4 separate regions of the Oryctolagus cuniculus genome follow, and all the other regions are linked to region 3. The links are chromatin contacts, called in public Hi-C and Micro-C maps. All regions are on one chromosome and are shown on one strand. Each heading gives the region's core, a stretch centred on a gene start, on an enhancer-like site or on the middle of the called end of the contact. The rest is flanking DNA. Distances are from core to core; before and after follow the strand shown.

Evidence for each region. Hi-C and Micro-C count contacts between places; a contact is called where the count stands out from the background.
Region 1: a contact with region 3 is called in a Micro-C map of ear pinna, with 7 times the contacts expected there. The contact joins the promoter of SLK here to the promoter of SFR1 in region 3. A contact is called at or near these places in 2 of 6 Hi-C or Micro-C datasets (ear pinna and an unstated tissue).
Region 2: a contact with region 3 is called in a Micro-C map of ear pinna, with 6 times the contacts expected there. The contact joins the promoter of STN1 here to the promoter of SFR1 in region 3. A contact is called at or near these places in 2 of 6 Hi-C or Micro-C datasets (ear pinna and an unstated tissue).
Region 4: a contact with region 3 is called in a Hi-C map of an unstated tissue, with 4 times the contacts expected there. The contact joins the promoter of CFAP58 here to the promoter of SFR1 in region 3. A contact is called at or near these places in 3 of 6 Hi-C or Micro-C datasets (ear pinna, psoas muscle and an unstated tissue).

Annotation. Positions count from the first base shown.
Region 1 is chr15:26,086,943-26,093,866 of mOryCun1.1, reverse strand. SLK (STE20 like kinase) reads left to right here and starts at 3,343. Exons shown (of 19, transcript XM_002718721.5): 1 at 3,343-4,118. The coding sequence starts at 3,969.
Region 2 is chr15:26,137,543-26,144,099 of mOryCun1.1, reverse strand. STN1 (STN1 subunit of CST complex) reads right to left here and starts at 2,791. Exons shown (of 10, transcript XM_008270474.4): 1 at 2,672-2,791; 2 at 1,897-2,087. The coding sequence starts at 2,047.
Region 3 is chr15:25,894,875-25,901,274 of mOryCun1.1, reverse strand. SFR1 (SWI5 dependent homologous recombination repair protein 1) reads left to right here and starts at 2,711. Exons shown (of 4, transcript XM_008270482.4): 1 at 2,711-3,259; 2 at 4,423-4,544; 3 at 5,083-5,493. The coding sequence starts at 4,449.
Region 4 is chr15:25,672,697-25,679,951 of mOryCun1.1, reverse strand. It overlaps CFAP58 (cilia and flagella associated protein 58), which reads left to right and starts at 4,785. Exons shown (of 18, transcript XM_008270490.4): 1 at 4,785-4,965. The coding sequence starts at 4,957.

The sequences.
Region 1 (6,924 bases), core at 2,094-4,593, 190 kb before region 3:
TTTTCAATTACCTTCATATACTGAAGATCAACTTAGTATATACTAAGCAAGGATTTCAACAGGCTGCCCTCACACAACCGCACAAGGTATAGGGTATTGTTCGACTAGTAGTGTTGTTTTTAAGTTTCATAGTAAAACACATTAAGGACAGAGATCCTACGTGGGGAGCCTGTACTCAGTGACTCCCGTTGTTGATTTAACAATTGGCACTCTTATTTATGATGTCAGCCATCACCCGAGGCTCTTGCTATGAGCTGTCTAGGCTGTGGAAGTCCCTTGAGTTCACCAACTCTGAATTTGTTTAGTCAAGGCCGTATCACAGTGGAGGTTCCTTCCTCCCTTCAGAGAAAGGTGACTCCCTCCTTGATGGCCTATTCCTTCTGCTGGGGTCTTGTTCACCAGGATCTTTCATTTAGATTGTTTTTTGCCACCATGTCATGGCTTCCCATGCCTGTGAGACTCTTATGGATCTTTTAGCTAGATCCAAATGTCCCAAGGGTTGATTCTGAGGCCAAGTGCTGTTTTGGGCGTTTGCCATTCTATGAGTCTGCTGTGTGTCCTGCTTCCCCCGCAGGATCATTCTCTCCCTTTTAATTCTATCCTTCATTATTTGCTTACACTGGTCTTATTTGTGAAATCTCTTCAACACTTACCCTATCTTTTTGATCGGTTGTGTATTTATACTTATCACTTTACCAAGTGCGCTGGCATTGGTACCTGCCTCCTTGGTAAGATTGAGTTGAAATCCCCTGGCACATTTCTAGTTCCACCATTGGAGGTAAGTCTGAGTGAGCATGTGCCGACCTATATATCTCCTCCCTCTCTTATTCCCACTCCTTTGTTTAACAGAGATCACTTTTCTGTTAATTTTAAATGCCTAAGAATGATGCCAAATTTATTATTTTATTAAAAGGGGAACCTTTTCTGAGATTCATTTGTTTCCATAATATATGAAAAAAGCTGAGACTATTTATTAATGGTATCAATTTAACTGTGCCTTGCTAGTGACTTTTTAAAAATAAGATTTATTTATTTTGAAAGGCAGAGTTACAGAGAAAGAGAGAGAGAGAGAGATCTTCCATCCACTGATTCACTCACATCAGCTTCAATAGCTATGGCTGAGCCAGGCTGCAGCTGGGAGCCAGCAGCCAGGAACTCCATCCTGTTCTCCCAGGTAGGTGGCAGGGGTCCAGGTACTTGCATCATCTTCCACTGCTTTCTCTGGGCACAGTAGCAGGGAGCTAGATCAGAAGTGGAGGAACTTGGATTTGAGCTGGCACTCATACAGGAGACTGGTCCTGATATCCCAGGTGGTAGCTTAACCACTGCCCTATAATGCTGGCTACTGCTAGTGACTTAATGACAACTCTAAGCAGGGTTGATATACAGACAGCTGTCTATATTTCTTGCATACAGTTTGATGCGTTTGGAAATGGTATTCATTCATGAAATCATCAATGTCATAAACATGTCCATTGTACAGGCCTGACTATTAACAATGGTTAGGTTGGGGGTGAATTTGAGTGGGGGCAAGGCAGGAGAGGAAAATTACAGTTTCTGAGTTTGTAATTCCTGTATCTGAATTATTAACAACAATGATACACAATCTTTTTTTTTTTTTTTTTTTAAGATTTATCCATTTATTTGAAAGTCGAGGAGAAAGATCTCCCATCTGCTGGTTCACTCCCCAAATGGCCCAATGACCAGGGCTGGGCCAGGCTGAAGTCAGGAACCAGGAATGTCATCTGGGTTTCCCTTGTGGGTGCTGGGACCCAAGGACTTGAGTCATTTTCCGCTGCTTTCCTGGGCACATTAGCAAGAAGCTTGATCAGAAATGGAATAATTGGGTCTCAAAGCAGTGCCCATATGGGGTGCTGGTGCTGCAAATGATGGCTTAACCTGTTGTGCCACAGCACCAGTCCTGATACACAATCTTTCAACATGAGAACATAGTAGTCTTTTCTATTTTGAAAAGAACAAAAAAGGAAACAGACATACACCCTTTGGCCCAAATCTCTTTCTGGTGATTTATCTCAAGGAAATAATCAAGCATGTATAAAAGGATTTTGTATGCAAAGATATTTATTAATGTTTTATTTAAAATAAAGATTATAAATATCTCATGATGCAAGAGAGAATAATTACTAATTGTACTGGAATCTGAAAAGTAATCTCATTCATGTAAAAAAAAAAAGCATGGCCAAAAAAACCTGTTTGGAAATTTAATGAACTCTTTCCAATGGCTACCTCTGGACGGTGGAATTCCACTACTCTTGTATTTGATTTCTTTTTTGCATTTCTCTATTTTCTTCATAAATGATACCAATTAAAGCAGATTAATATTGCTTTCACGTGTGTGCACAAATGTACAGCCTATTGTATATCAATTATACCTTAATAAAAACTTAAAAAGTAGAAGGATCATGAGAAACCGAATCATATTAAGCTTCCTCCTGGAAGAGGGGTTTTGCTGTAACATGTAGGGGCTGGAGGGTAAAATGGTCGGGGAGGGGTGGTAGGTGGGTATTATATAAACAGCAGCAACCCTGCCTTGCTGGATACCTCCACTCACGCATCAGCCAGACCCGTCTGCCTCTCCCACGCCAGGACGTCTCCCGCGACTCGGTCACCTTGCTGAACAAGCAGCCACTGCCCCGAAAGTGCGACCGGAGGCGAGGAGGGCAGGTCACCTTCTGGCCGATTGCAGACGATGCCGGTACGGCCCCAGCCGGGCAGCACCGTCCCAGGCTGGACGTGCCATCCGGCGGGCGGCGGAGAGCCCCCCCAGACATCCCTGGAGCAGTGGGCTCGAGCAACTGTTCTAGGTCCGTGTCAGCTGTGAGACCACGAGCTTGTGCCGGTGCCTCACTGAGCCCTCGCTGCCACCTCCAGGCAGGCGCCGTGAGGAAACTGAGGCAAGGGGGCGTCACCTGCTCCAGGCCACAGGGCTCCGGCTCCCAAGCCAAGGCTCACAGCGCCACCCACACTCTCCTCTCACTATCCTCTGGAATCAATTTAAGAGCTAAAAACAAAGCCCACTTCCCGGCTCCACTCAGGAAGCCTGAGCTTTCATTCTTGACAGTTTTTCCCACATCCAGCACCGAGGCAACATCCGCCAGCGTCGCAACGCGGGGGCCACTACGAACAAAGCCAGAGGCTGACGAGGATTCGGGGTTCGCAGGGCCAGCGCCGGGCCCGCCTCGGGGGACCGCAGGGAACCAGGGCCCGCCGCACTCGGCTCACCAACACTTCGGCGCCGCCAGCCTGCGCGGGCCAACGCGCGTGCGCGGGGCTCAAGGGGCCGCCCCTGCGCGGGCGCGCGGCGGGGGAACGCGCGGGCACGCTGCGGAGTCGGCGTCGGCGTCGGCGCGCGCTCCAGGCCGCGGCTGTGTGGGCTGGGGAGGGAGCGAGGCGGAGGTGGCGGCGCCCCAGAGCTGAGGGGACGCGCGGGCCTCGCGCCGCAGGAATAGAGACGGCTGCGAAGGAGGCCCGAGGCTCGCTGCCCGCGGCCGGGGAGCTTGGCCTCTCGCGCGCTCGTCTCAGCGGCTGCCGGCCGCTTCCCTCGCCCCGAGTGGCCGCCGCCCCTGGAGACTCGTCGTGACACGGGCCTAAGCCGCCGCGGCTGCGGGCGTGCAGACCCGCCGGGCGCCGTCGGGCCGGGCCGGGACCGGGTGGACGGGCGTCCGCACAGGTGCAGCCCCCGCGGGCCGGCCGGGGGCCAGGCGCCCCATCGCGCGGCGGGCGGGCGGGCGAGCCGGGCTCGGCGCAGGGCGCCCCCCCTCGCCGCGGGCCGGAGCCCCGGGCGCTGCCCCGCCCTCTCCGGGGACGGCCCGGCCGGAGCCGCGGGAGCCGGAGACCCCGCGCCGCCGCCCGTCCGCCGGGCTCGCGCGGAGAAGGAGGCGGAGAAACTTTGCCTTTTATTGTTGTTTCTAGTCCTTAAGTGCAAGGAACTCTGTGGGGGAGGAAAAATGTCCTTCTTCAATTTCCGTAAGATCTTCAAGTTGGGGAGCGAGAAGAAGAAGAAGCAGTACGAGCACGTGAAGAGGGACCTGAACCCCGAGGAGTTTTGGGAAATCATAGGCGAGCTGGGCGACGGAGCCTTCGGGAAAGTGTACAAGGTAAGAGGGAGACGACGGGAAGTGGCCTGGGAGATAGAGCAGCCGCTGGCCCAGGGGCACGGGGGCTTCACGCTGCGGCGACCCTTTCCTGCCTCCTTTTTGACTTCGCGGCCAGGCGCTGGAACTTTCTTTAGCCGACCATCCAAGGAGTCGCTTAGACCGGGGGCTTAAGGATTCAACAGAATGGGGCTTGGATGGAGTTTATCGAGGGGACCGGGTTATTCCTGCTTCTCTGTCAAACTCCAAGGAAATGAGAGTTCCGTAATTTACAGGAGGGGTCTGGCCATGGGCCTCCAATGATCTTACAGTGGGACACTCGTTACCTTTTTTAGTGGATTTTTGTTTGGTTCCTGTTTGCATTTCTCTTTTTAGGGTCCAGGGCATACATTAGGCTGTAGCTATAGCTAGTATATAGCCCATCTCCTGGGATCAGAGCCAGGTGATAGCTACTTGGTCTGTCCTTGAGTGGTTGCTTGACAACATCGCATAAAATGGAATGGAATCTCTTAGAAAATTTCCAGAAGAGAAAACTTGCATCTGGTGCTAGTTTCTAAATATAATTATAGTAAGCTTTGACTAGATGTCAATACCAAAGCCTAAGGATAAAGCATTGTATGTATACATATTATTTCTATAGAAAGATTTGGCATTTTAACCTGAAGGCATTCATGTGAACCGTTTACTGTCTGCTAAGGAGCATTTGAGTGATGTCATTGGAATATTTTCATCTTGAAGGGTAAGGCTTTTATGAGACACAGTTTAGGGGAAGGACCAACAGTGTTGCCTAGAAGTGAAAACATAAATAAGTAACTTGGTTTTTTTTTTATAGGAAGTTTGCCGTTTGTTAAGTACTTTCAGGTAATTGACTTTTCCAAAAATCTGGTGAGGTGGACAGGTCAGTAGTAGTAGCCACCTTTCACATCTGAGGACACTGAGATTAACAAGTTATTCATACAAGTCAAGTTTTGACTTGAACTCAGATCTTCTGACTTCATTTATATATATATTTTTACTTTAACATCAATTGGTAGAAGTGGCAGCATTTTCCTTGCTTTGTAAGCAGCATTACCTTTGACTTTACTCTGCCACAAATGCATCTTGTTCCTTATGCGCTCTCCTCTCTATGTGCTTTCAAGACACATTGTTCATAATTGTCGCATTATAGTTAGTGTGTTTGTATTTCTGTAACGAAAGCATTATGATGTTCATCTGGGTTTAACCATTGCCTTAGCACATAGCATATCTCTGTTGAAGTGCAAGATTGTTCTCATGTGAATGCTATTGAAGTTCATGTCTGCAAAGTGGGCCTCAGTGTTTGGGTGGACGGCTGGGTATGGTTTCAGCAAGAGCTTACTGTGTGAGATGTGTGTAGGAAGGGCTTTTAGTGCAGAGCGAAGATCTCTTCTGGGAGTCGAGTTGTGTGTTAGTGTTGGCTGTCACTTAGCTTCTCTGCCCCTTTGTTTTCTTGGCTGTGAAGTTCCAAGTTTTCCTAAATGTTTGTTTAGACCCCTTAACCTATTAACGTTCCGTGAGTATGCAGTTAGCTGGGAAAGGCAAAACAAATCCTCAAGGCATCTGGCATCCTGTAGTTTGAAAGCAGCAGGTGATTTCATGTTTTCATGGTGCAAATATGTTGTTTTATCAAATATAAACAGCTGAGTATTAAGGGCAGTGGCTCTTGAGTCAACATTTCTCGGCTCCCTCTCTCCATAGTAGTGTGTGACCTTGGGCAGGTTACTGACAAGTTCTATGCCTGACTGTCCTCATCAGTAAGGCCTGCCACTCAGTATGTTAGGATTAAAGGAGATAATAAATATAAGTCACACAGAAAGGGCTTAATAAGTGGTAGACGTTACTGTTAACATTTGGAATTCATAGAAGTAAAATATGGGATGGGACAGGAAAAGGTACTAAACAGGAAACCATTTCCTTAGTTTCCCATGGCAGGGGCAGGTTGTGTGAGCTATCAGTACTTCTGTGGTTTATTCTGTAGTGACCGTTTCTGCAAAGTTAATGTCTATGGTAAAAATGGAAAGTTTTCTGAAAATTAACAACTTCATGTGGTTAAACACTAATTGTTTCAGGGATAATTTCTGTGGGCTTACTGACTGTGTTTTAGGATGATATTTCAAGAATCTGAGTTCCTTGCATCTTTTTTCATTTCATTACTCCAGGCTTCTAAGGAATAGAGTGTAAAAAATTTTTTTAAAAGAAAACTTAAACTTTATACTTATCTGACCTATTTGGGCCTAAAAACTTTGCCTCTAAATTTTTGCTTTTCAAGATTCCCTAGAAATTATAAAGTTACTGACTTCTTTCTATGTGGGGAAAAGTTATCAAACTTTAACATTTTATGTAGTAGTATGCAGTAGAAAACTACTTCTAAACTTCTAATCATTTGTTTGTGGAAATTGGTAACTCACAAAGATTACATTGTAAATAGGTATTCATTTTTCCAGCACAGTTGTATTCCTTCCTCTTAGTCCAACATTATAAATACATCTCTAACATAATTACTTCCTTGCCTGAAAAATCTTTGCTATTTTACTTTTGTTTTCTGTTTAATATGGTATTATTTAACATATATATGAAGCTATGGAATATCCCTCACAATTTTCTATTTTTGGATTTCTGTTTTTAACAGAAAAAAGGGAATGACATAAAATTATTTAATGAATTGCATTTTTGGACAGCTGATGTTTTCTGTTAAACCAGTTGAAGCTGAACTCCAGGTTGTGTGTTGGATGCAGATTTTTTTTTTTTTTTTAATTTGACAGGTACAGTTATAGACAGAGACAGACAGAAA
Region 2 (6,557 bases), core at 1,542-4,041, 240 kb before region 3:
TTTTTTGGCTTCTGGTTTTTGTTTTAAACTTTACATTTATGTTTCATGGCTTCAGTTACTTTTTTTTTTTTTTTTTTGAAGATTTTATTTTACTTGAAAGTCAGAGTTACACAGAGAGAGAAGGAGAAGCAAAGAGAGAGAGAGAGAGGTCTTCCATTTGCTGGTTCACTCCTCAGTTGGCCACAATGGCCCGAGCTGTGCCAATCCAAAGCCAGGAGCCAGGAGCTTCTTCCAGGTCTCCCATGTGGGTGCAGGGGCCCAAGCACTTGGGACATCTTCCACTGCTTTCCCAGGCCATTGCAGAGAGCTGGATCAGAAGTGGAGCAGCTGGGACTTGAACCAGCGCCCATATGGGATGCTGGCACTGCAGGCGGCGCCTTTCCCACTACACCACAGCGCCAGCCCCATCTTCTATTACTTTTCTTTTGAGAAGAAAGGGGGTGCTTTCATCCACTGGTTCCTTCCCTATATGCCCTCACAGGGTGAAGCAGAGGGCTGGGAACTTAATCCACAACTCCTGCATGGGTGGCAGGGACCCCAATTACTTGAGCCATCACTGGTGACTCCCAGAGTCTGCACAGCAAGAAGCTGGAGTCTGAAGCTGAAGCTCTGTAAAGAACCCAAGTGTTGGGGCCAGCACTGTGGCGTAGCGAGTAAAGTCACCGCCTGCAGTCCGGCATCCCATACGAACGCTGGTTTGGTCCCGGCTGCTCCTCTTCCTATCTCGTTCTCTGCTATGGTCTGGGAAAGCGACAGAAGATGGCACCAGCATGGGACACCCAGAAGAAGCTCCTGGCGCCTGGCTTCAGATAGGCACAGCTCCAGCCAACTGGGGCGTGAACCAGCAAATGGAAGACCTCTCTCTCTCTTTCTGCCTCTCCCCTCTCTGTGTAACTCGGACTTTCAAGGAAGGAAGGAAGGAAGAAAGGGAAGAAGGGAGGGAAAGAAAGAAACCCAAGTGTTGGGATACAAGAAATGGTGTCGCCAATCCTAAAGGCCCACTCTATATCAGGCACTAGAATTACAATGGACTGCAATTGGCCAGCGCCACGGCTCAATAGGCTAATCCTCCGTCTTGCGGCACCAGCACACCAGGTTCTAGTCCCGGTCGGGGCACCGGATTCTGTCCCGGTTGCCCCTCTTCCAGGCCAGCTCTCTGCTATGGCCCGGGAGTGCAGTGGAGGATGGCCCAAGTGCTTGGGCCCTGCACCCTATGGGAGACCAGGAGAAGCACCTGGCTCCTGCCTTCGGATCAGCGTGGTGTGCCGGCCACGGTGTGCCGGCCACGGTGGCCATTGGAGGGTGAACTAATGGCAAAAGGAAGACCTTTCTCTCTCTGTCTCTCTCTCTGTCCACTCTGCCTGTCAAAACAAAAAACAAACAAACAAAAATGGACTGCAATTACAAAAGTAAACAAGACACAAGACATGGTATCCTTCCCTGCAGTGACCTTACCTTGTTCTGATTCTAACTCAGAACAAAAACAACCCAGCTAGAAAATCGGGCAGGGTTAATCCCCATCTTTGCAAAGAAACCTAAGCTTTACAGAAGGTGAGTCACATGCCAGGTCAGGTCAGGGCCACTGTGAGTTAAGGGGCCAGGCCTACAATCAACGCCTGGCATAGGCCCAGAGAAAAACTGAGCAGTTTTAAATCCGAAAGACCCTGAATACATAGGAAAATATTCCTCCGTACAAAGACCCCAAGCATCTATTCTTTTTTTTTTTAATGGCAGAGAGATGATCTCATTCGAGGGTCCAGGCTAGATTATATCCAAAGCCTGTGTCAGGGAAGGCTCTCCTGAAAGGCCCTCGACTCCAGCTGCCCGCAGCGTTGGGGCAGAAAGAGGTCTTGCGTCTGCAGCCCAAGACATTCCTCAGGCTGACCAGCCACATACCTGGCACTTGGCGGGACTCCTTCATAGCCAGGATATCCCTGACGTAGAGCTTTGCAAAGGCCAGAAACACAGGATCCAAACCCCACAGGAGGGCAGGGGTCTCCTCTTCACACGGGCTGGATTCAGACTGCATCGGGCTGGGCTGAGGCATCCAGCTTCCCCAAAAGGCTCTACGGCCGTGGGCCTAGGACCTAGGCGACACAGAAAGCAAGGCGTCTAACGTGGGCGAAACTAACAGGGCCAACAGGGCCGGAAGCTGTTCACAGGCCAGCATCCCGACTCGGGGGTGGGGGTAGGGAAAAGGATGGGGGTGGGCTCAACTCTGGGTTCCCAGATCTGTCAGGCTGCATGCCAAGGGGCATGGAAAAGGCGTTCCTCGTGGGTGGACCCCCGGGCTCCTTCAGGGCTCTCCCACTTCAAACCGGCTAAACCCCATGATTCCTCATAGGGGAGAATCGTCCATACAAACGTACCCTGAACCCACTTTAATGGGAGGGGTCCAGGGAGGAATGGAAACCCGCCTAGCCACTGTCTTGGGGAACAGTAGGTGGATCAGGTCGTCTCCCTGCCCTTGCACCATCCGCTTTTGGAGATGAGGGGAGAAAAAAAAAAAAAAGGAAACAAAAAGCGGGCCCGCGGTAGCACTTCCTAACGCCTCCGCGCCGCCGCCCGCAGCAGCCTGGGACGCCGGGGCCCCGCCCTTCCGGCGCGCGAGCAGATGGCCGAGGTCGAACCTAGGGTTCCGGCCCCACACCGCCCTCTCCGCGGGACCAACCTGCTCTCCCGGCCCGCCAACTTCCTTCCTGCAGCCGGGGCCTTGCGACGGCCCCGCCCACTGCGCCGCGGCCCCGCCCACTGCGCCGCGGCCCCGCCTTGCGCTCTGCTCCGGGTGGCGGCGGCGGGGCTGCGCGGTGGAGGATTGACTCGGGCCGCCTGAGGCCCCGCCCCCGGCCTGGCCTGAGCCCACTCTCGGGTCCGAAGTCTCCGGGGCCCCAAAGCCACCCCCGAAATTCCGGCAGGCCCAGCTCCTCCCTGCCATTGTCCCTTTTACCCCGCCCCCGCGCTAGTGGCGGGATTCTGAACCCGGATCTCCCAGAGGGTGGGACAAGATCTGTTTGTTTTACTTCCTCACATATTAAAAGAACAACAAAACGCAGCGCCCAAAGCAGGATTGCGTTGTGCTGTAGGTTAACTGTTTGCTTACTGTTGTCAGAGGATCCGCTGACACAGTGGAGATAGTATCGGTATCTAAATTTGAGCCCTCCAATGAAGCTGAGGTCATGCTCTGCCCCAAACAAGCCTGTGCGAGATCATCCTAATACAGTTTGTCTCATTCCTTACTCGGTCCGCCGTCTGGACTGCTGCACCCATGAAGAACTTTGAAAAGCAAGGCATGGCCGCCCTCATGGTGCCTGGCCCCTAGCAGTCCGAATTTAAGCCGAGAAAAGATAAACTTTGCTCCACACCCGCGCGTACATGGTGACATTATTGGGGATGGCAAGAGTTCTTCCTGGGGCCGGCTAAAGCAGCCGCCTGCAGTGCCGGCATCCTATATGGGTGCCACAGATTCAAGTCCCAGCTGCTCCATTTCCGATCTAGCTCTCTGCCACGGCCTGGGAAAGCAGTAGAAGATGGCCCAAGTCCTTGGGCCCCAGCACCCACGTGGAAGATCTGGAAGAAGCTTCAGGCTCCTGGCTTTGGATCGCCCAGCTCTGGCCGTTGTGGTCATTTGGGAAGTGAACCAGTAGATGGGAGACATCGCCCTCTCTGCCTCTGCTTCTGTAACAATGCCTTTCAAATAAAAAAATATTTTTTAAAAGAAGAATTCTTCCTAATTCACATGCAATTGTTTGCTAGGAAGCTGGAAATTAGCCTATGTTTGTGTGAGAGAGACCTGAAGAAAAGAGCATCTGCAGGGGCCGGCGCTGTGGCATAGCAGGTAAAGCCACCACCTGCAGTGCCAGGATCTCATATGGGCTCCTGGCTGTTCCACTTCCGATCCAGCTCGCTGCTATAGCCTGAGAAAGCAGTGGAAGATGCTAGCACTGTAGGTGACAGCTTTACCAGCTAAGTCACAGCACCATCCCCAAGACCCTGACAACTTTAAAAGTGGTCTCAAACAGTGGCAGGAGTCTGGTCACCCTGAGGAGGCCAGTGGTCACCAGAGCTCATTGCTAAACTATTTATCAGAGAAGGAACTTTAAGTAGCTAGAATGGAAACTATGTGTCATTAGAACCAGGGTATTTAATTACCTCCCTGAACAACCTAAGAAGCTAAAAAACCAGAGTCCTAGGTAATGGACAGTCCCAATTCCACTGTATTGGGCCCGTGGAGGGTAAGAGTTTGTCAGAAGACCTCTCTCTGACCAGAGGCAGGCTCTCTTCAAGGACACAGCCCAGCAGGACAGGTGTTTCTGGCACACCTGTCAGGTGGGGGAGAGACAGGTTGGGTGACGTTTTCCTGACTGCCTACATCTGCTTCAGGGTGGAACCCAAGAAGAAAGTCCCCACTGGGCGTGCTCAGAGCCTGAGCTGTCTTCAGGAAAGACTCTCAGGGCTTCCAGGGGTACCAGGCTGGAGAGCAGAGCCTGGGGACTCCAGCTTCCTGCAGCCGAGGTGGAGGAGGGGCCGTCTCCCAGGTGATGTCAGCAGGGCACAAGCCTCTGATGTCATCTTTCATAGAAAAGGGAGGACTCCCAGGAGTCTACGGGGGATTCTTTTGATCTGAAACTCAAACCTGAAGGCGTCATTTACAGCTGAAACCCGAGGTGAGGTGTGAACAGAACTTCAGACAGCAGAAGCATTTAGGGGAGTTTAGAGGCTCCTCTTCCTCTCAGCCTCCTTCCCCGCCAGGCTCCTGCCTGGGTGCAAGGCTAGGCCCTTCTGAAGCCTGCAGCCCCACGGCCAGGCTCTTCAGCTTGGGATTCCACCGCGCTGCCCAGCAGATATCTCAAAACTCAGCACTTAATGCGAGCGACACTTGCTACGGCTTCTCCATGTGAAGCAACTTGGTCTCTCAGGCCTTTCGGACAGAGTAGATGATCTTTTCCAGAAAGTTAAGATTTTAGCAAGTTTCCCTGGAAAGCGAGGAAATTGAACGGGTATCTCATAAAGGTCACTACTGGAACGTCGCTATGGAAGTCATTACCACTGTCAGTTGTCCAAGTCAGAGAAGTCGAGGGTTTCAAGGGCACCTCCCTCTCTCTCACCCCGAGACACACTCAGTAGTGAATACCTGGCAGTTTGCTTCCTAAATATGTTTTCTTAATTTAGTCCCTTCTCCCTGTTCCTGAGCCACTCCAATTGCCTGGATCACTGACACTGCCTTCTAACCAGTTCCTCTGCTTCCAGCCTGTCCTCCCTCCAACTTACTGTCTACACTGCTGTCAGGATGACCCTTGTGAAATGCAAATTAGGGGCTGGTGTTTGGCCTGGAGGTTAATATGTCTAGGTCAGAGTACTGGGGTTAGAGTGCTCTGTCAGTGCCCAGTTCCAGCTTCCTGCTAGGGCAGACCCCAGGAGGCAGTAGGTGATGGCCCAAATAGATGCTTCCTGGCCATCTATGGGAGAGACCTGGATTGTGTTCCTGACTCCTAACTTCTGCCCAGGTTATGGGCATTTTTATGGGCATCTGGGGAGTGAACTAGCAGATGAGATACCTCTCTGTCTCTACATCTGGAATAGATAAATAAATAAAAACTTTAATGTGAATTAGACAATGTTACTCTTTTGTCTAACATATTTCAATAGTTTTCTGTAATTAGTAAAGTAAAATTCAAAATCCTTGCATTTCAAACCAGCTCCCTCTGGCCTGGCCACAATCTACTTCTCCAGGCTCATCTCCCCCAACTCCCTCAAATCTTGCCTAGACTCCAGGCCAGTATCTCATCACTCTTCTGAGGACCACTTCCTCAAGATGTTGATGAAAGTCTGGCCAAAGAAGTTTGGATTGAAGCCCATTATATGGATTTAAACACAGTAATGTGTACCGAGAATATCCTTTTTTTTATAAAAGATTTATTTATTTATTTGAAAGGCAGAGTTACAGAGAGAGAGAGAGAGATCTTCCATCTGCTGGTTCACTCTCCAAATGACCTCAATGGTCCAAGGCTGGGCCAGGCTGAAGCCAGCACCCAGGAGCTTCTTCTGGGTCTTCCACATGCGTGGCAGGGGCCCAAGCACTGGGGCTATATTCTGCTGCTTTTCCCAGGCCATTTAGCAGGGAGCTGGATAAGAAGTGGAGCAACCAGGACTTGAACCTATGCCCAAATGGATGCCAACATAGCAGGGGGCAGCTTTCCCTCCTACACCACAACACCAGCCCTGTGTCCTGAGAATATCTTAAGAAAGGAATGGGATGCATAACATTTGAGCACCAGACTATTAACATATTATGGAATTCAATTTGGGAAATACAACTGGAGGTTTTTGGAACAATTTATAGTTTCTAGAATATGCAATATTCTCTTTTACTGCTCTCACTCTGCTTGGGATGTTATTCATTTACTAATTAATTACAAAAATCAACTGTTCTCTACATGTTGGATGCACATAAGAAAGTACTGTATGCTGGGTATGCAGAAGGAAAAGAGGCTCTGGGTGAGTAATGACATGTTTTTTTTTTGTTTTTGTTTTTGTTTTTGTTTTTGTTTTTTTTGACA
Region 3 (6,400 bases), core at 1,462-3,961:
GGGGGTTGCAGCGCGCCAGCCGCGGTGGCCATTGGAGGGTGAACCAACGGCAAAAGGAAGACCTTTCTCTCTGTCTCTCTCTCTCACTGTCCACTCTGCCTGTCAAAAAATAAATAAATAAAAAATAAAAAAGAGAGAAATACATTTATAAAAAAAATTCAGTTGGTTTGTTTTAATGAAAATTATAAATCAACTTAATCGTGGAGATTTACACAGATTTACACATGGAGATTCCTCACCCAAGTGGATTTTAATCCTAGTTTTAGGAGTTTATATTTATACATTTGTTTAAAAAATACCTGCGGATACTAGCTATATGAGCCAAAATTTTCATCAATACAGAAAAATCTATGGACTGGAATTTAGATCATTCTGAGATGCAGATTAAAAAATCATCCTAAATCAAGAATTCAAAAAAAATTAATCTACCAAAACAGTAATTTTACTTGTGGCTTAAAAGTGTGTGTGTGTGTATGTGACGTGTGTGTTGAAAAATGGGGGTGAGGGAGGCTATTCACTAACCTTTTTCTTGCCATTGAAAAAGAATAATTAAAAAAAAACCCTCATAAGGATTTTTAAGTCTACATCATCATCCCACCAACAGTCATCACAGACAAGAAGGGAAGCAGTATTTACCACTCCCCGATGAGTAACATGTGGCCAACAGTAACCCTGGGTATTGAATAAATTTAAAAAGATACCCATAAAGTCTGACTGAGGTTGATATGAAGTACTACTATCATTGAATTCTATTGCTCAAATTAGTTTTTCTGGGAGAGTAAGGAATCTTTGCTTTTGGGCTCACTGTGGTAGTACTGAAAATTATGAGGAGAAACATACAACATCCTGTGTCAGAAACACCAAACTCTTTCAAGGTTTATAGATGCCAGGTCCCTAAATACAAGGAAGTGTGTGTTAGGCTTTATCTAAAGGTACAATGAAAAGTACCAGCGCTGTAGATTAGTGGGTAAAGCTGCTCTCTGCAGTGCCAGCATCCCATATGGGTACTGGTTTGAGACCTGGCTGCTCCTCTTCTGATCCAGCTCTCTGCTATGGCCTGGGAAAGCAGTGGAAGATGGCCCAAGTCCTTGGGCCCCTGCAACTGTGTGGGAGACCCAGAGGAAGCTCCTGGCTCCTGGCTTTGGGTTGGCCCAGCTCAGGCTATTGCAGCCATTTGGGGAGTGAACCAGCAGATGGAAGACCTCTCTTGGCCTCTGCCTTTCTGTAACTCTGCCTTTCAAAATACATAAATAATAAATATTTTTTAAAAAAGTATAGGAGCTATATTGTAGATTTCTTACACCAAACTGAAAGCAGAAGGTGAGTTTCTAATTTGATATGTGATCAGAGTAAGTAAAATACAAACATATTTATGAGGATTGAGGGTATATCCTAACAACTCATCAAATTCAGAGATGTAGGTCAACAAAGGCACATTTCTGAAACACAAGTTCTTTTGAGTATTTGTTCTGAAATTCTTCTAAAATCTGGCCCAATAGCCCCATTTTGATGTACCAGTTCACATAACAAAGCAAGTCAGAACATCTGCAAGGCAAGCTGTTGTTTTGCTTTATGCAGCCAGCAAAAACACAGCCCTCGGTTAGGTTGTAATGATAAAAGCAGCTGGTTTTAGGGACTCATAAAAACAACTCACCCTTATGCCTCGAGGAATAGAGAACATGCAGAGTCTGCATTGTGCTGCCAGTGTCAGGACAAATCATTCTGTTCTGTTTTGCAGTGAGACTAATTGGTGCCAGTGGATAAGTGAAGGGAGAAATAATTGCACAGACTTGAGACCTGTAGCTTGGGGGGATGAATAACTGTATCACAACAGCATGAGTTCTTGCTTTCACTTTGTACATTTATATAATTTTTAAAGATTTTTATTTATTTGAAAGAGTTAGAGAGAGAAGGAGAAGCAGAGAGAGAGAGAGGGCGAGAGCGAGTTCTTCCATCTGCTGGTTCACTCCCCAATTGCCAATTGGCTGCAATGGTCAGAGCTGCACCGGTCGGAAGCCAGGAGCCAGGAGCTCCTTCCAGGTCTCCCAAGTGGTGCAGGGGCCCAAGGACTTGGGCCATCTTCCACTGCTTTTCCAGGCCACAGCAGACAGCTGGATCTGCAGTGGAGTGTCCGGGACTCGAACCAGTGCCCATATGGGATGCCGGCATTGCAGACAGCGGCTTTACCCATACGCCACAGTACCAGCCCCTATTTATATAATTTTTGAAAAATTTAGAGGTATAACATACTATAAATTATATGTGCAAGTTTTCTACTTATGGTTTAAATCGTGTGGGATCTTACAGATCACGGCATCTTTATTTTTTAAATCTCTGTTTTGGGGGGCAGAGTTAAGTAAAGGGATGAAAGTTCACGTAACGCAGTCCTTTAAATCAGTTTGGGGATGGTTAATTAATGCATTTGCACGTATGAAAGAACAGTGAGCGCTTCTTAGTTACCTGGCACTGCTGTGGCTGCCTCTCCTGAGCTCCCATTTAATCCTCCAGTCTCTAGGAGGCAGGAATTGTCCCGATTTTCAGATCAGGAAACCGAGGCACACGGACACCACAGTAGAAAGCACACAGAATACAGCGCCGGGATGTGGAGTTCGACAATGTGACTTGGGCGGTTACGTCCGCTAATCACTGCATTAGATTGTCTTTGGGCTCTTTATTTATACTTGGCTTGCTTAGGATTCAAATTTCCTTTTGGCTATTTCCGGGCCATTTTTATCACGTCGTTGAGACGGTGTCACCGTTTACAACGGCCCTTCCGTAAGAGGACTGAGCGCACCGCCCGGACACTTCCCGGATTCCACGTGAGTCAGAAGTCGCTCAGCGCCGCGCCGGCTCGGCTGCCCCACCCGGAGCGGCGGGCGCCGTTGCCTAGCAACAGCCGCGCCACACCGGAAGCCGAGGGGGTTTTCGGCCTGCGCTCGGCCGCGGCCACTTCTGTCTGAAGCGTCGGAGTTCTGGATAGGGCATTGCGCTTCCTGTACTGCGCCACAAGTGGCGCTGGCCTTCCTCTCCCTTCATATTTGAATTTAAAAAAACTTGGAAAACCGAGTTTGTGGCAGCAGAGGGCTAGGGATCCGCTCGGCCGACTGTGTCGGCACCCCTGGGTCGATTTCTCTCAAGCCTGTTCCCCAAGGGCTGGAACCCAACGCTGCTCTTCCGTGGTCTTGAGAGTTGTGACTTGAGTTCCTAGCCAGCCGGGCGGCGTTCGGCCCCGCCACGTCTGAAAACAGTCTTTGCTGAGGTGAGCGCAGACCAGACGGGCTGGAGCCTGGAGAACGGAAGCTGGGGACACAAGCGAGCGCACTTCACAGACGCACAGAAACAAGGAAGCGGGAAGGGCCGCCGCGGACGCCAGCGCGCCCCCTCAGGATCCATGAGTTACTCCCGAAGCTCTCAGCCCGACTCCGGAGCCAGACCGGACGCCGGGCGGGGCGAGGCAGCGCGTTCCCGTCAACCTTGCCAATCACGCGACTCGGCCCCGCCCCGCCACATGACCTTCCCTGGCGGAAGCTCGCGGTCGCGCGCTCTAGGGGTCTCCGGACACGCGGATTCGCGCGCATCAATCTAGCCAATCAGGAGTCTCTTCCGCTCCCGTGCGGCCCCGCCCCTTGGAGCTGCATCGGCTGACGGCCGCGGCTCCGCGCGGTGTTTGAATGCTGTGGGGTTGGCGGAGGGCGGTAGCGTGCTTCGGCCCAGGGGGGTGTCTGAGTGCTGGGCTTCGGGGGCTTGCTGAAAAGCCAGGTAGAGGTTCCTTTCCGCAGTCGGGGGCCCTCGACCCTCCCTCAGGCCTGGGGTGTCTGGAGGGCCGGCGGGCTCCCTGCATGGGGGAAAGGGGAGTGGCCGCCTCTCTGGTTCTACCCCACCGAGTTGGAAGGGACAGCTTCAGTCGACTTCCCTCTTCAGTGTCTGTTCGCTTTTACTCTGAAAGTGCAGACAGGCGTGATTTTTTTTTTTCTTTATATTTTCTTGTTTCTTAACGCCTGGTTCTAGTCAAGCGGCTTTTAGGGTTCGGGATGATTGACAAGTTCAGGTCCGATTATGCCTTTTGAGCCCACTTAGGCCATGTCTCTTAATTATGAAGCTGTCACAACGAAAGAATCACTATCTAAAGTTGTTATTCTCCCTTGCCCCCGTAATGGAGACTTGGAAGATACTTCATGGCTAACAAGTCTCGTTTCTATGAGATACTAGTAGGTTAATTTGTCATGAAAAAACTAGTTGTCCTTGTGTGGGAAGGTAAGTGAAAAACTCCAAAAATAGCGAGAATTAACTAACAAATTAGAAGAAAAAACAAAAAACAAAAAACTGCTGGCCCAATAAAGAAATACTTGGATAAAAATGGAGGACTTTAGAAAGGTATGGTTATTTTGAGTCCCATTTCATAATTACTTTTTCTGGTTCTAGAGGTAACCCAAGATTTCATTTTCAAGATGGAAAGCCCATCAGACTCAGCGGTGATTGCACCTAGCACCCCACAGGCCTGTGCGAATCCGCCATCTTCCCTTGCAAGGAGCTCAGGAAAACAAGTACGGAGATCTTATTCAGTCTTAAGTATCGGCGGGGTTTAACTCCAAAGATTGTTCATTAACGTGCAGATATTTTGTTAAATAGTCATTTAGTTTCTTCTAAGATACAGTGTGTGACCAGCCCCTTCCAGATTTGCATACTGAGCCAATTCATTTAGTTTCGGATTAGATTATTGCAACACTCCAAAGTGAGGAAGTCTGGATCTGCGGTATTATCACGGTGAAGGACTTTGGTGGCAGTGGGTCTTTCCTCAGTCTGCTATCCTATAGCATCTGGTGTAGCAGGAGGTATGGGCTAGATGCTGAGAGAAGTTTGATTATTGGGATGACTTTAGAAGGGTGTTGACCTGGCTGAGGTAGAGAGGAAAATTAATGGAACTTCTGGAAATTAAAGACATTTTGTGATGGTTACTTTAGATATGTGGAGACAGAAAGCCCCCTAGTGGTGTCTACTATAGAAATGTAAGGCTTTTATTTCTAGCACATTTCTTTACATGAAGACTTGGTTAACATTTTTAATATTTTGTTCTCCTTTCAGCCTATGAGTGCAACACTTAGAGAAAGATTAAGGAAAACAAGATTTTCATTTAATTCCTGTTACAGTGTGGTAAAACGTCTTAAAGTTGACAATGAAGAAAATGATCAGAACTTGTCAGAGAAGCCACCCTCTGCCACAGAAGAAAACTGTTTGGAATTTCAAGAAAGTTTTAAACGCATAGACAGTGAACTTGAAGAAAGTACGCATTTGAAAAATACATTCCAGAACGTCAGTGCATGTGAAGCTACCTCACTTGATACAGGGTCATGCAGTGTTCTCCAAAATGACTTCATGAAGGAGAATCTTCCTATACAAGGACTGAAGGAAGAAAGAGCAAAATTGGTGAAGCAGGTTCAGGAAAAAGAGGACCTTCTTCGGAGGCTAAAATTAGTCAAAATGTATAGATCGAAGGTAAGAGGAATTTTTAACAATTTTTTTTAAGATTTATTTTATTTATTTGAAAGAGTTACAGAGAGGTAGAGACAGAGAGAGAAAGGTCTGCCATTGCTGGTTCACTCCCCAGATGTCCGCAACGGCCAGAGCTGCGCCAATCCGAAACCAGGAGCCAGGAGCTTCCTTGGGGTCTCCCACGTGGGTGCAGGGGTCCAAGGACCCGGGCCATCCTCTACCACTACCCCAGGCCACAGCAGGGAGCTGGATCAGAAGAGGAGTAGCCGGGACTAGAACCGGCGCCCATAAGGGATGCTGGCACTTCAGGCCAGGGCTTTAACCCTTGTGCCACAGCACCTGCCCCCAATTTTTTGTTTTTACATACATTTCAGGAAAGTAATTTCAGAAGTAGAAATCCATCTTCAGGGGCCAGTGTTGTGGCACAGCGTGTTGAGCCACTGCTTTCAATGCTTGCATCCCATATTGGAGCCAGGTTTGAGTTGTGGCTGCTTTGCTTCTGATCTGGCTCCCTGATAATGTTCCAGTGAAGTAAGTAGATGTCCCAAGTACTTGTGCCCATGCAGCCCATGTGGGAGACTCAGATGTATTTCTGGGCTCCTGGCTTAAGACTGGACCAGCCCTGGCTATTGTAGCCATCTGGGGAGTGAACCAGTGGTTGAGAGATTTCCTCTCTCTCTTTCCCCCTCTCTATTCCTCTGGTTTCAAAACAAATACATCTTTTAAAAATCCAATTTTTACGTATCTTAGCATAGTGAGCAGCATGTCACATATCCAGAAACCTGGCTTCCTTTAACTATTAAGTCAAATATAAATCACAGAAGAGGCTCCTCTAAACAAAAGATAAAACTTGTTAAAGGTCCCAGTTCATACCACATATGCACTTTAAACTTTTCTTTCTAGTTTGCAG
Region 4 (7,255 bases), core at 3,536-6,035, 220 kb after region 3:
TTGCATTGCAGGCTGGGAATTTACATGCAGGGCTGCAAGTCAGTGTTGCTGTTTATTTCACGCGCTCCCTGGGTGCTGTTGAAGAGAAGAGTATTACCGTGCAAGTAATGCTCTTATGACTTAAGGCATACAGCTTAGTAGTCCAAGGAGAACAGGAATAAAAGACAGTTATGTTCAGGCTTCAACAGGAGCGTTGCAGCGGTCACAGCTCATGATTGCCTATTTGAGTGATTTAACAGAATACGGGGGTGTGTCCTTGGTTGGCCCTGATCCATGAGTTTGCAGTCACTTTTGTGTTGTGCTTCCAAGACTTGCTCTCTTCTCAACATTGGTGACCGTTAGTCCCTGAAAAGGACATCACTCTCTCTGTAGCAGGAGTTTGGCATTCTTGCCTTGCTATCTATCTGCCCAGCCTTATTCCCATTCTTTGATTTTATTTTCTCCCATGTCTCTAACTCATATGTATCATTTAAGGCCAGGCTCAAGAGCCTTGTCTACCATGTTCATTTCCCTAATATGCTGGTCTTCCTTATTTTAGAGCTCATCCAAATAGTTCCATTAGTTTACCAGAGCTGTTCTAACAGAGTACCACAGACTGGGTGGTTTACACAACAGACATCTATTCCTTCACAATTCTGCAAGCTGAAAGCCCAAGAACAAGACACTGGCAGGTTTGATTTCTCCTGAGTCCTCGCTTCTTGCCTTGTAGATGGCTGCTTTCTCTCTGTCTTTCCTCTGTGTGCACAAATTCCTAGTGTCTCTTTGTGTGTCCAGATTTCTATTTCTTACAAGGATACCAGTCATTTTAGCTTGAATCCACCCCTTGGCCCTATTTTAAGGTAATCACCTCTTTAAAGGCACTACTTCTTTAGCTAAATTGTGAGGTATGAAGGAGGAGGCTTTAGGGCTTCTACATTTCAGTTTTGGGAAGATACAATACAATCCATGACACCGGAGGAGACAGGGCAAACAAAACATATGTGATCTTTGTCCCTTTGTTGTTTGACAGCCTGGTAAGGAAGGCAGGTATTAAACCAGCACTTACAGTTTACATGAATGGATCACTTGTTACTATTGTGGGATGGACCAAGAGGTAGCACAGATAGCACTTGAAAAGGTGGACTGGTGTTGGGCGATTTGTTAGAAAAGACTGCCCTGAGGAAGTCAGATCCGAAGAAGGGATGGATGGGAATCATTCAGGTAAAGAGGGAGGGTCCTGTTTTCCAGAGATCAGCAGCGTGAATTCCAGGCCATGAGAAGGAATGTGACATATTTAAGAAATAAGACACCTGTGGGGCCGGCACCGCGGCTCACTAGGCTAATCCTCTGCCTTGCGGCGCTGGCACACCGGGTTCTAGTCCCAGTCAGGGCGCCGGATTCTGTCCCGGTTGCCCCTCTTCCAGGCCAGCTCCCTGCTGTGGCCAGGGAGTGCAGTGGAGGATGGCCCAAGTGCTTGGGCCCTGCACCCCATGGGAGACCAGGAGAAGCACCTGGCTCCTGCCTTCGGATCAGCGTAGTGTGCCGGCCGCAGCGCGCCAGCCATGGCGGCCATTGGAGGGTGAACCAACGGCAAAGGAAGACCTTTCTCTCTGTCTCTCTCTCTCTCACTGTCCACTCTGCCTGTCAAAAAATAAATAAATAAATAAAAAATAAAAAAGCTGAAAAAAACCCACTCAAATGCTACTCCCAAGTGTGAATTAATGCCATCAGGGGTTATAATCTAAGATTTCATATATAAAAAAAGACACCTGTGATAACCAGGAGAGATGGGAGAAGGTCCCAGAAGGTCAGAAGGGTCCGATTCCATAGGACTTTATGTCCTGGCATCCATTTCAGTGTTCACTGCATCATGACTCAGATTGTCTTCAAACACGTTTTATGGGGGAGAGGTGACATGCATGTTTCCCTTATGATCCTTCAGGGAGGAGAACCTATCTTCCAACTCCTTTTGTATTCTCTTTCTATGGTCTGCAGCATGGGGCTGGGCATCAAGTAGGTGCTCAATAAATGGATCAAGTGGGTGTGAAAAATGAGGTGACTAGAAGCCCTTTTATTTGTCTTGGTGGGCATGATTGTCCTGGAGGTACTGAAAGGGAGGACTTTTGGTAGTATGATGCCACCTAGTGATGCTTTTACTTACGACAACACAGGGAGCAGGGTGATGACTGAATAGTCTTCCAGAAACTGGAGACTTAGAAATCAAACAATTTGTTTCATCTGCATAAATGGGTTTGCCCAATCACTCATCCTTTCATCCTTTCTTTGATCCATATTGGTGCCCACCTGCATCCCTTCCTGTGAGTTGAATGTGTCACGTGGCTTCTCAGCCTTGAGGATCCCTGCTTGTCTATGTTCAGGTCTTTCTTTCCCTATATTGTAAGTACTGCTCTCAATATCAGTATCTAGATTGCATGAGTCCCCACAGTACTTTCTATGGACATGGAATGTACTAAATGATTCCATCATATTTTGAGAGATAATTGTAATTTCTGTCTTTCTCCCAATGCCAGAATGTGAATGCAGAGGACAGTGACTCTGCCTTCATCACCTTGGTGGTTCCTGTGGTCAGCCTTGAGCCTGTTGGTAGGGAACCTTGCAGAACATCGGCTTATGACCCTTTAGGAGATTCCTAGAACTCATGGAGATGCATAGCCCAATACGTTATGCTATACGAGAGATGGGTGACGGGGCCCCCTAGGTCTTTTTCTGTTGTTAGAGACCTTCAGGAAGGTTGTGGAGTCTCTCTGGGTCATGGTGACTCCAGAAACTGATGTTTCCAGGGTGTGATCAGATTTCCTGTAAACACTCAGAGCAGCCCAAGTTATATTGCTTGCTTATCTCTACCATGTTTCTATGAATGTGGCTCATCATTTGGTTCATCTCACCCCTCTGGTTCATCCGCCACATTTCTGACTACCTCCATGCTCCATTACAACTCAGCCACATTTTCTTGGTTTGCCTACTGGATACACAGTCTTGGATCATGGATGAGATGTCATTGTATAGATGTCCATTTTCTTAAATAATCAGTGCAATGCACTTTCAATGAAATTTTTCCATGAGGAACTTGAGAAACATTTTTAAAGTTATTTGGGAGCATTATAGTTCACGAAGAGCCAAACAATTTTGGCATAGTAGAAGGTGGTGGTTGGGGGGTAGGGAGGAAACTTGCCTTTCAATCAGAGTGACTTGACTACAAAATTACAGTAATAATGTTGTGGTACTGGCACAGAAACAAGTTAGAGAGCTAAGAAATACCCGTTTACATTTGGCACCTTTCCCAAACCATTTAGGAAAAATGGATTGTTTAATATAGGATGCTGGAAAAATAGCTCACTCCTTGGACAGCAATGCAATAGGATCCCTATCTCACACCATATATAAAGGTGCGAATCCAGATGGACTGGAGAACAGAATATGAAAAAGTAAAACTATAAAGCTAAAAGAAAAAAATGATGGAGAATATTTTTATGCTTTGAGATTGAGAAAGACTCAATTATTCGTCCATAGGGACCACTGACAATGATGGCCATGGCTGCACTGTTTGTGGTACAGGAGTATCAGAGTCAGTCTTGTTATCTAACGTAGATGACGCTTGAGGAAAGGATGGAATGGGAGCAAAATGTGGCTGCCCAGCATCAGAAACCAGGCACTGGGATTACCACACCAACAGCAACAAGGAGAGATCCTTAAAAAGAATATTGAGTGGAACGAGCAGAAAACAAGGTAATCTCTAGGCTCCAACTATTATTATTAAATTATTAAAGAAGTACTGTAAAAATGTTATCCATTAAAAATAGATACCCAAGGAGCCAGCATTGTGGCGCAGCGGGTTAAAGCCCTGGCCTGAAGCGCCGGCATCCCGTATGGGAGCCAGTTCGAGTCCCGGCTGCTCCTCTTCTGATCCAGCTCTCTGCTATGGCCTGGGAAAGCAGTGGAAGATGGCCCAAGTCCTTGGGCCTCTTCACCCACGTGAGAGACCAGGAAGAAGCTCCTGGCTCCTGGCTTAGGATGGGCGCAGCTCTGGCCGTTGCGGCCATCTGGGGAGTGAACCAGCGGATGGAAGACCTCTCTCTCTACCTCTCTGTCATTCTATTTGAATAAATCTTAAAAAAAAAAAAATAGACACCGAAGCACAATAGCTATGTCGTTGAAGATGAGCGTTGGGGATCGAGGGGAAAAAAAAAATCAGAGAGGGCTCTTGTCCCTTTCATGAGTCAGAGTTTAAGGGCTTCAAATCTGAACCCCAAGTCCAAAGCAGGAGGAAGCGGAGGGAGTGTGGAAGCGAGAGGAGGGGAAGGCGTAGTGGAAGAGGCGTCCCACACAGAAGGGAGATACTTGAGCGAGACTGCGTGGCTGCACACACATTTTCCCAGAGGGCGGCGTGTCTCGGGTTCTGCCCTATGGTTTTCTCACCACTGCCCCTGAACTTCATAAGGAGGGAAGGCAGGGGCTGTGTCTGCTCGCCCTTCTTTCCCCTCACGTCTCACGCAGTAGCTGCTTCGTAAGGGTCGAATCCCCTTCGCTTCTCGTCACAAGCCTCATCCGGAACTCTCCAGTCCGCGTTTCCTCCCCAGCGTTAGTCCCTGCTCTTCCTGCTGGGTTCCCCACCGTCCTTTTCCTCGGGGGCCTCTTCCCCTTCGCCCTCTCTGACTGACGCGCACACCTTGGACTCCTCCCAGCCTCCCAGAGGCACCGCCCCCTCCGGGTTATATTTGCATATCCGCCTCCGAGCCCCCGCCCCTCTCGAACGTCCGCGCGCGCCCCTAGTGGGCGTGGCAGTTGCCAGGCGACGAGAGGACGCGCCGAGCGCCGGATTCCGGCCCTGAGCCGGCCATGGGGATAACGTGTCGCTGTTTTAGACCCTGAGGAGAGAGCACAGCCCCTTCTCCAGACTCCGGCCCAGTGTCTGCGGTCTCCACAGCAGCCCCTGAGGCCGCCCCAGAGAGCGTCAAGATGGCCGAGGTCAGGAGTCGGCGCCCTTCCCTGTCGTTTCTTGCTCGACCCATCGTTCCTGTCACAGTGATTCTGATCCTTCATCAACAGCCTATCTCTGCCTGCACCTTTACCTCCCCTGTCTTTCTCTGTTGGCCCTGGCCCTCTACCTCCCGTCCTGCCTTCAGTGGTGTGGACACACTCCGCACCCACTATTAAAGTGGGGCTGTGCCTAAAGCGGTAGGAAATTCGGGAGTTCACAGACCCATGCCTGACGTGTTTTAGGCAAAAGGTGGTGTCATAAGAGAGAGGCACACAGAAATACCGACGATGTCTCACCTGACTTGCGGACCTGGAGAAGGCTTCACAAATGCCCAGACCCCCATTCACCTACTCTTGACCCCCCTGTCACACCCTGATCCCTATGCTGTCACATGTCTTCAGGAAGGCCCTTCAGCCGCTGCCCTGTGTTGTCACTGACCCCTGTGTTAACATCTTGTAGCCTCTGTTTACTCCCCCATATTATAGCACACTGCGTCTTCAGCCTCACAGAGGGGAGATCATTTCTATGACCCTTCAGTGACCTCCTGCCTGCCCATTAGCTCCCTCATTTATAATCTCAGCAGCCTTAGGTCCTTGTCATCACTTGCCAGTCACAGCCTGCACCCACCATGGCCTTCCCCAAATCCTTCATCACTCATCAAAGCTCTTCTCCACTTCACCCATCACACAGTCACAGCCAGGACCAGTGACATGATTTGGTAACCTGGTGCAAAATAAAAGCACAGTGCCTCTTGTTTAAAAATTAAGACTTTCAATACTGGAGAGATGAGCATTCAACCAAGGGTGGGGTCTTCTGAGCAGGAACCCTTTGCAACAGAGTAGGTCCCACACCCATTAAGCCAGGCCTTGTCCCTCCTCTCAGCACCATCATGCCCTCACTCCCCTCTAACCGCTTCTCTTGTCCCCTCTTTACCACCTACATCTCCATCATGTGCCATCTCCCGTATTTCCAGTCCACCTTTGTACACTCCATCTGCTTGTGGTCAACAGCATCCTCCTTTCCTTGTCATAATATCTTTCAAACCCCCACCCCGCACATTCTCTGGGTCCCACCCCTTGCATTTCTGTCTGACATCCTTATTGCCGAGGCCACATTGCTTCTGCCCATACGTCATTCACCTGGTCTCTTTCCTTCCCAGTATGCTCCTCTTGCAGCTTCCTGTTTGCCTTTATTTTCCATTATTTCCTTTTGAGAGTGTTTCTCCTCTTCCTTCCCACTAGTCATCTTGGTTTATTTTCTTCTTCTTCATTGTGCATATATAAGCCCCAAATACCAATGCTGTGAACTAATTATTTCCCATTCCTTTTATTATTTCCTCTTGTTTTTTCCCCCCTCTTCTATTTTTTTTCTCACTGGACCTAAGCCAACTTTTCCATACCCCTCCTTTCGTGCTTCTCTGTTTCCATTCTGGCCCCATCACATTTTGCAGCTGTTTTCCGTGCCTGGCACATAGCAAATAATGGATAGGTGATGAATGAAGGAAGGAGTGTGGCAGGTTCTCTTTGATCACTTCATGTTGATACTATGCTTCGAAGATAGATACCATTATATGCTGTAACAGTGTAGAGGCCAACTGTTTATTGGTCACAAAGAAGAGATTATTTTTTCTTTACTCTTAGTATACTTTTTAATGATAAGTATACTTTTTTTTTTTGACAGGCGGAGTGGACAGTGAGAGAGAGAGACAGACAGAAAGGTCTTCCTTTGCCGTTGGTTCACCCTCCAATGGCCGCCGCGGCCAGCGCGCTGCGGCCAGCACATTGCGCTGATCCGAAGGCAGGAGCCAGGTGCTTCTCCTGGTCTCCCATGGAGTGCAGGGCCCAAGCACTTGGGCCATCCTCCACTGCACTCCCTGGCCACAGCAGAGAGCTGGCCTGGAAGAGGGGCAACCGGACAGGATCCAGTGCCCCGACCGGGACTAGAACCCGGTGTGCCGGCGCCGCAAGGTGGAGGATTAGCCTAGTGAGCTGTGGCGTCGGCCCGATAAGTATACTTTTTAATGATACTATGAAGAAGTTTATTTTGCTCATCAAAGTTTCTTTCGAACTTTCCTTTCTTTGATGTTCTTCCATTCCTGTGCTAAGCGTCAGGTGTATAGGGAAAACCTGGTTTGCAAACAAATCATTAGACTGGTGATCAAGTGTTGACATTAATGCCAGTTGCAGGAATGGAACTGAGAACATTGTTGTGATAAATTGTTGTGTGTGCTCATGTTAGCATCAACAAGGGGGAAGAACAGAGCAGCAGCATCACCAT